2 separate regions of the Mus musculus genome follow, and region 2 is linked to region 1. A link is a contact called in public promoter capture Hi-C data. All regions are on one chromosome and are shown on one strand. Each heading gives the region's core, a stretch centred on a gene start, on an enhancer-like site or on the middle of the called end of the contact. The rest is flanking DNA. Distances are from core to core; before and after follow the strand shown. Region 1 overlaps Foxn3 (forkhead box N3). Region 2 has its middle 27 kb from the start of Gm26839.

What was found. Promoter capture Hi-C pulls out the DNA fragments that hold promoters and counts their contacts.
Region 2: a promoter capture Hi-C map of liver shows a contact between it and region 1, with 3 times the contacts expected there. The contact joins two enhancer-like sites. A contact is called at or near these places in 3 of 39 promoter capture datasets (liver and pre-B cells), 3 of 484 Hi-C or Micro-C datasets (cortical neurons and liver) and 1 of 9 other capture datasets (pancreatic islet).

Annotation. Positions count from the first base shown.
Region 1 is chr12:99,443,732-99,447,821 of GRCm38.p6, reverse strand. The region is part of intron 1 of Foxn3 (forkhead box N3); the gene reads left to right. Among named protein-coding and RNA genes, the nearest start is that of Foxn3, 4.3 kb to the left of the region's middle. Within about 2 kb of position 2,346, at least 15 of the 459 cell types and tissues checked have an H3K27ac peak or open chromatin away from gene starts, as enhancers often do. A contact at or near this core is called in liver, where this site is marked.
Region 2 is chr12:99,535,040-99,539,101 of GRCm38.p6, reverse strand. It overlaps a transcript of Foxn3 not described here. Among named protein-coding and RNA genes, the nearest start is that of Gm26839, 27 kb to the left of the region's middle. Within about 2 kb of position 2,356, at least 3 of the 459 cell types and tissues checked have an H3K27ac peak or open chromatin away from gene starts, as enhancers often do. A contact at or near this core is called in liver, where this site is marked.

The DNA.
Region 1 (4,090 bases), core at 1,097-3,596:
TTTCAATTAAATCTAAATACATCATCGGAGCGATTTCATTTCAGGAACCAGAGTGTACTATTTATTAATCTGGTTTTCACATAAAGTACCAGGCTTCCTGGAATGACCTTGATGTTGGAGTAGATGGGTATCAAATTAATGCTATTCTTGCATCTCAGAACTTTTTTCTTTTTCTTTGGCACTAGATATGAGCGCTTTTATTTGAAAGCAAATAAATATTTTGGGTTTAAATCAAGTGAGTGTTGCACGGCTACCGTGAATAAGCTCTTTTCATTTTGCCAATGTTTTTTCCCAAGCTGGTAGGATTGTACGACACTGGAGGGAAATCTGTAGTTAAAACTGGAGATACGAGTGCCTGACTGGCTGAGCCAAGGAAAGCTGTAGCCTAGTAAGATTAAAACGGGCATCCAGGGGGCTGGAGAGATGGCTCGGTGGTTAAGAGCACTGGCCGCTCCTCCAGAGGTCAAAGGTTCAATTCCCATCACCCACATGACTGCTCACAACTGTCTATCACTGGACAGAATCCAATTCCCTCTTCTGGTATGCAGACAGACAATCAGACAAAACACCCATATACATAATATAAATAAATCTTTTTTTTTAAAAGTACATCCTGTGGGGCTGGCAGGATGGCTTAGTGGGTAAAGGCACTTGCTGCCAAACGATGCAGGCCAGATGACCAGAGTCCAAATTCAGTCCCCTAACCCAAGTAAAGATGGAAGAAAATAACTGACTCTGTAAGGTTGTTCTCTGACCTCCGTATGCACATGGTAGGCATGCCCTCTCTTACACACACACACACACACACACACACACACACGCGCACATGCACTCATACGTATACTTACAATGATAATAAATAAACAGTAACTGTTTGACTATATCAGTGCTGGAGAATACATGGTTAAGAGCACTTACTGTCTGCCAGACACACCTTTAATCTCAGCACTTGGGAGACAGAGTAAGGTGAATATGAGTTGGAGGCCAGCCTATTCTACATAGTGAGTCCCAGGACAGCCAAGGCTACATAGTGAGACCCTGTTTTGAAACAAACAAACAAACAATCAACAAAAAGAGCACTGACTGCTCTTGAAGAGGACTGGGATTCAGCTCCCAGCTCCTTCATGGGGGCTCTTATCACTGCCCACAACTCCAGTTCCATTGCCTGGACAGCCTATTCTGGTTTCCTGGCTTCTGCACACACATGCACAGACATTGGTGCAGGTTCACACACATACATAAATTAAAAAAAAACTTTAAAAACGATGAAATAAATAAAATAGAAAAGCGTGTTGGGGGACTGGAGGTAGACCTTGGTTGGTGGAGTGCCTGCCTAGCATATGAAAGTCTTAGGCTTAGTCTGAAACACTGTATACACTGGGAATACTCCAGTGAGTATTCAAACGCTCCCAGGGAACGCCTGGAGTCCTTATGGAAGGTGTGAACAGGGCAGGCAGCAGGCACGCAGCCTGGAGGTCTCTGAGTCAGAGCTTGGGAGACTTCTGTAGCTAAGTTCCAAACCAGCTCGGGCTCCATGGGACCATATCCGAATGAAAGGCCTAACCACAGTCAACACAGACCAGAAAGCCTGCAGGACAAAAGCGTATTAAGCAAAAAACTGTTCAACAAAATGCAAGACCATGTGGTCATTTCCCTAAATGCTTCCTCGTTAGTGTTCCGAACCAAGCACACGAGCTCAGAAGGACCAGTGGCTCACCACGGAGCCACATGTGACAGTCAGCTTGCATTGCTTGCTTCAAGACACACACACACCCCCCCCCCACCGATCCCCCTCGGGATCTCACACACGTGCTTCGGAGATGTACAAACAAAAAGAAAATGCGCCCGTTCTGAAAGAAAAACTAGGTAGAAACTTCTAATCTTGTCTCATAAACAATATAGAAATAACTTTAAAATATTCCACTTTAAGCATGCATTTAATTTGTGCTCTGGGAACCAAATAGTGTTGCCAAGATAGAGCATTCTAATAATGATTTATGTAAATTTATTTGTACAAAGTAATGGTGTAGTTGCCTATAGCAAATTGCTTAGAATATGAAATGACATTTATGGCTCCGTCCTCCCCCTCCCCTGAATGAATACATTGGAGAAAATGAGAGAGTCCAGAAAGCAGAAAAGAAACTCAGGTTCAAAATGGAGGCTGCTGCGTGAGGAAGCAGAGATGGCTGGTTAGGTTGTAAAAGTCCTATCTGTGTGATTCTCTGTGATTTCGAGTCTTTTTTTTTTTTTTTTTTTTTTTTTTTGGACAAGAGAGGCCAGAGTCCTGTGTTTTGGGGATGGTGAAATACTCAGACACTAAAACTCTTAGAACAGCCACAGCTCCTTGCCCTAGTTGGTGCCCTGGTGGCTTGCTTACAACATGTGGTACGCAAGGCAAATGTAATTACAGTTAGGCAATTAATCTTAGCCACGAGTTACTCATTACCAGAGAAAGTCATGCTTCAGTCATAAATGAAACCCAAATATTATAAAACAAAAGCCAAGCTACAGAAGTCTCCCAAGATCTGACTCTGAGACCTCCAGGCCATGTGCCTGCTGCCTGCCCTGTTTGCACCTTCCATAAGGACTCCAGGTGTTCCCTGGGAACATTTGATTCATAAAAGCCATGCACACACCAGAGCGGCTGGATGCTTAGGCCTGGTGAAGACTGGCTGCAGTTACCACACCCTGCCCTGTTTCAAAGGATGACTCTAACATCTTTACTCTAGAAGTGATTTGATTTGTTCAGAAAGTACTTTTACTCTCTCGTTTGCTTGCTGGTCCCCATCATTTGGAGGGGGTGGGAATTTATAAGATACATATCAAGAAATTTGAAGGCCATGGGAGTCACAAAACAAGAGAGCAGCAGAGTGAGCCATGGGCAGATTCCACTTGTCGTGTCATCAGCTCCAGCTCGGGCTTCAGCTAAGGGGCCGGGTTGGACATTCTGGACAGCTTATTTTGTTCCAGTCAAAGATCTGCTCATGCTGGGGAGAGGGCAGGTAGAATTGAGTGATAGTGTTTCTGGGCTGTTCTAGAGCTGCGGACTGATTGATGGCTGACGAGATTGAGAGGCCAAATGCAATTGTCAGACCGAATGAAAACAACCCTGGCTTCCAGGACAGTGGGGGAGGACGGGAGGAGGGCTGGTTTTAATCAACAAATATAAGTCTGAAAATGTATGCTAAGGCTGTTTTTAGGGAGTGGTCCTACCAACCCAGTCTAAAGCAGCGGATCCATGTTGTTACTCCCTGTGATGACTAATCTAGATTGTCAACTTTGGGGGTGGGAGGTGGGATTTAGAATCACCATAGAAACAAACCTCTGGGCATGTCTTCCTGGAAGGTTCTACATTAGGTTAATTGGTGTGGGAAGACCCACTCTAAATATAGAGGATGCCTTTTTTACGAGCCGAGGACCCAGACTGATTAAATAGGGGGAAGGAAGCTGAGCAGAAGCATCCTTTGGTTCCTAATCTTGGATACAATGTAGCCACCAGCCTCACCAGCCTCTGCCCCTACCTCCATGGCTTCCCTTCCTCCGCAGGCTGTACGCTCACAGTGTGAGCAGAGAACCCCTTCCCCCAGTTGCCTTTGTTAAAGATTTTATCACAGCAGCAGGCAAGTAACTAATACATCCTGGGACTTATCCTTTCTGCTTCCTGGCCAAATGACCTTGGACATAATTTCTGAAACTTGTTTACTTTATGGAGATGATAGGAAAATTAAATAACTCATTAAGTACTTAGCATGCTGCTCAGGAGGTACTACTTAGTTTATGGTAACTCTTAAAATTCTTCTAGTTGATGTAACCTGGATGGGCCAGACTGAAAATTGTGAGATTAAATATATATTTAATTTAAATGTGGCTTGATCTAAAAGATGTTAAAGTCAACTGACTTTTCTATGTATCAAAGATAGCAAATCAAATATGAGCATTCTTTCACTTATTCATTTAACAAACAACTCTTAGTCGTTAATGCCCTTTGTAAGCTGTTCATAAAGATGGAGAAACCAGCTAGCCTGTTCTCAAGCAATAAGGGAGTTTGATGTTTTTTATGTCTGTCTCGGGATTTCTTTTTCTTTCCATT
Region 2 (4,062 bases), core at 1,107-3,606, 91 kb before region 1:
GAGTAAAAAAAGGTTTATTTTCACAGATATTCAGATCTGTCATTAAGTTGAGTGACTGAGGGAAGATAGGATCAGCGAAAAGCCAGAGGACAGACGAATCCGGATGAAGACTCCCAGGATCACTTGGGCATCTAGGACACAGTCCGATGACAAACATGGTCCTAGAGGAGAGAGGTATAAGACAGGCTCTTATCTCTTTTTAAAGATTTACTGATTTTTATTTATATGCCTGTGTGAGCTGCGTCCACCTTGTGTGTGAATGTGTCCCCAGAGGCCAAGAGGGCATCAGGCCCTTAGGAACTGGAGTTGTAGGTGTTGCAGGCTGCCATGGGATGCTGGACATGGGACCTTGGCAAGAACAGGAAGTGCTCTGAACTGCTGAGCCATCTCTCCAGCCCAGGTTTTTTCTTTTAAGAGACAACCCTATGAGTAATGGATATTAGTATAGAAAAATGATAAATCTTGACCAGACCCAAACCCATCAAAAATAAATTCTATATCCAAGTGTGATGAATGAAATGTTAAATTTTCTAGAAGGTAATCTTAGGACAGTGGACTCATAATTTTGGTTCGAAAAGAGTTTACAGGATCCAGTGAAGCCCCATAAGAGGAAAAGTCAGATTAAATTGAATCGATAAAACTGAAACATTTAGTCCATGAAGACACAGTTAAGATAGTGAAAGGAAAATTAGAGTTAGCTGTCGTGTGTGTGAGAGAAAGACTGAGTACCCTGAAGGATGACGTGGAGCTGGGGACTGAAGAGATGGCTTGGTGGTTAAGGGCATTCGCTGCTCTTACAGAAGACCGGGTTGGGCTCCCATCACCTACAGGGCAACTCACAGCCATCTGTTGCTCTAGGATAGGATGCTCCCTCGCCTCTGTGGGTGCAGCACTCGCGTGGTACACGTACACACAGGCAAAATACTGACACAGAAAGTAAAACTAAGTAAGTCTCTACTTAATCAACACAGGAAAAGCTTATGTGTATAAATCTTCAGGGGAATGTGATTAAGAACTCACATGCAGTGTGCTCCCATGTTGCCCACAGTGACTTCAATCACTGAGTTGGTGAAGACTTCAGGAAGCAGGAATCCTTACACACTAGGGGTGAGCGTGGGTATTGGTGCCACCACTTTAGAAAGCTGACTGCTATGTCTGAACGATTCTGTCCTGGTGCAGACTCGATGAAAAAGAGAAAGAAAGAAAGAAAGAAAGAAAGAAAGAAAGAAAGGAGGGAGGGAGGGAGGGAGAGAGAGAGAGAGAGAGAGAGAAAGGGAATCTGTCCTAGATTATAGATAGCCATAGTCATAATATCCTAGTCAAGAAATTATCCAGTGTCCATCTGAGTGTAATAAAGTGTGAATCTGTGTGCACACATGCGTGTGCACAATTTTTTATGGTATAGTCATGTAAACGAAAATGATATGCCAATAAAAACACTCTCTTACCTATGCAACTCATACGGGCTCAGTGTGTGAAAAAAAGCCCTCTCCCATAAAAACATCACATATATAATCCTCGAAACCCAGACAGAACGAAACTACAGCCTGTAGGCGACATGCTTGCTTAGCCTCTGAGGACAGGGTCAACTGTAAAAGGTAAGGTAATGTTTGGGAGGACAGGGTGCTAATTGGGAAGAGAGTGGCCAAGGCCTCAGGGTGCTGGCGGAGCTCTCTGGGTTTTGTCTTGCATGATCACATGGGTGTTGGTTTTGCAAAGGGTCATTAAAGCTGAGCTTTTCTGTCTTGGGTGTTTTTCTGTGTGTTATAAATAGTTCACAAAGGAAACATTTTAAAAATAAAAACTAACACAACTTGAAGACCATTTTTTTATGAGTTTTAATCAATCTAAAATTGTCCATTGATTTTTCTATTTTGAGAATTTGCACCTTTCCCCCTTCTGTTGGACTCACACTCTGTTCATAGTATGAGACAATTTTCCCTGATTGTTAATGCGAAATTGTGGGGTTTTTTTCCTTTAACCGACATTATACTTTTTTGGGTTGTGTATGTATAAAGTCTTTTCCCAAGTCCGTCCCTCCTCCCTGCCCCTCCTCTTCTTGTTCTCGCCTGCCCCTCTCTCCCTCCTTCACCCTGCTTTCCCCTGTCTTCCTGATTTCCGATGCCTTTAGATTGACTCTCAGTCCAGCTTTGCTTTTGTCCAGCTATCAGGCACGACTTTTGCTTTCTCCAGCTTTGATTTGGCCAGGTTTCTCTCTCATTCTGTTTTAGCAAAGCTTTTGTGTAAAGATTTAATTTTTCACCTTTCTTGTGTGTTTTCGCTGTTTACTGGGCCCCATTTCTTTCTCTGTTTTCTTTTGGCTTGCTGCTTTTGGTGGCACCCGTCCACTATTAGTTTCCTAAGAGCTCAGGTTTGGAAATGCTTTGCCCCACAGAGGTTCATGGGCTGGAAGGTTGGTCCCCAGTATGAACAGCAATTGAGGTGGGCAAACCTATTAACAGGCCTAGCAGGTCATGACTACATGATGGGACATTGCCAATAATTAACGTCAATGCCCAGGGAGTGGATTAGGTTTCACAAGACCAGGCTATTATAAAGCAAGGCCACTTCCATACTTGGTCTCTTCTGCAGCTGGTCTGTTCCCTTCTGTTTCTCTGCCATGTTTCGCTGGACAGCTCTTACTATATGGCCAGCGCCATGTTGTTTGGCCCTCTTCGTCAGCTAAAATCATGAGCCAAATGCATCTCTTTATACAATATGCAGCCTCAAGTTGTTTTGCTATATTTTAGCATGAAACAGACTGAGCTATTAATCACAGGAGCTAAAGTTTCCAAGAACTTTATCTCTGAAGATATCTCTAATCTCTGTATTACTTACTTCCCTGTTACTGTGATGAAGTACCATGACCAAAAGCCACTTAAGGAAGAAAGGAGTTTATTTTGGCTTACGGTTCCAGGGACCAGAGTCCATCATTATGGAAAAAACATGTGTCAGCACAAGTGCACAAGCAGGAAGCTGGCTGATCACATTTCACCCACACACGGGAAGCAGAGAGTGAGAGCAGGAAGGAGGGGCTAAGACTACAAACCTTCACGCTTGACCCCCCCCACCCCCCGTGACATACTTCTTTTGACGAGGCTCCACCTCTTAAAGGTTCCATGACCTCCCACAGTGCCATTAATTGAGCATGTTCAAATAAATGAGTCTGTGGGAGATATTTCTTATTCTAACCACTAGAGAGTGTCTTTTTGTATATAACACTAGGTGGGTCATCTTTAGGGCATGCTGTGTCTGCAGTGGCCCATGTGTTGGCTGGAAATAATGTATAGCGGGAAGCTGAGAGCACAATTGGAAGTAATGGTTTAGACATTTGGAATTGTGAGAGTTGTGAACATTCAGAGCTTAGAGAATATATGATGTGACATTTGACGGGAATGCCAGTGTCTTTAGGCTCGTTGCCCAAAATGCCTAGAAGAGTGTGTTTTCTTTCTCTTGTCCCAAGACAAAGGCGGGATGTTTGCAGTCTTGCCTCAGAGTGTTCTTGTGGTTTTTCTTATGACCTGGAGCTAAATATCAGCTTTCCATACCTAGAAGTTCTCACACACACACACACACACACACACACTCACACCCCTTCAGACTGTGTTAGGAAACTGATGGTTCAGGGTGTGAGATGTTGGGAATTGAAGATACAGAATCGATTGGTATTTGTGGTGACAATGGGAGGCTGAACACTCTCCTGGGTTTTTTGTTTTGTTTTTATTGGTTGATTTGACACAAGTTAGAATTACCTGGAAAAGAGGAACCTCAGTTAAGGAAATGCTTCTTTTAGGTTGCCTGTAGGCAAGTTGGTGGGGCATTTACTAGATTGCTAATTGATAAGAGAAGAGTCCAGCCCTGTGGAGAGTATATGGAACTCTGAGTGGATGTGTACCGTTGGCTTGAGCACAGCCAGGCCAAGGACCCCAATGCCTCAGACCCATGGGAACAGTAGGGCCTTCTGGTCTGAGGACTGATGTCGTGAGTGTGCAGGAAGTATCAATTACAGGCCCCTCCTATTGGATGACTGCAGCTTGAGGACTGCTCCCCCCACAGACACCC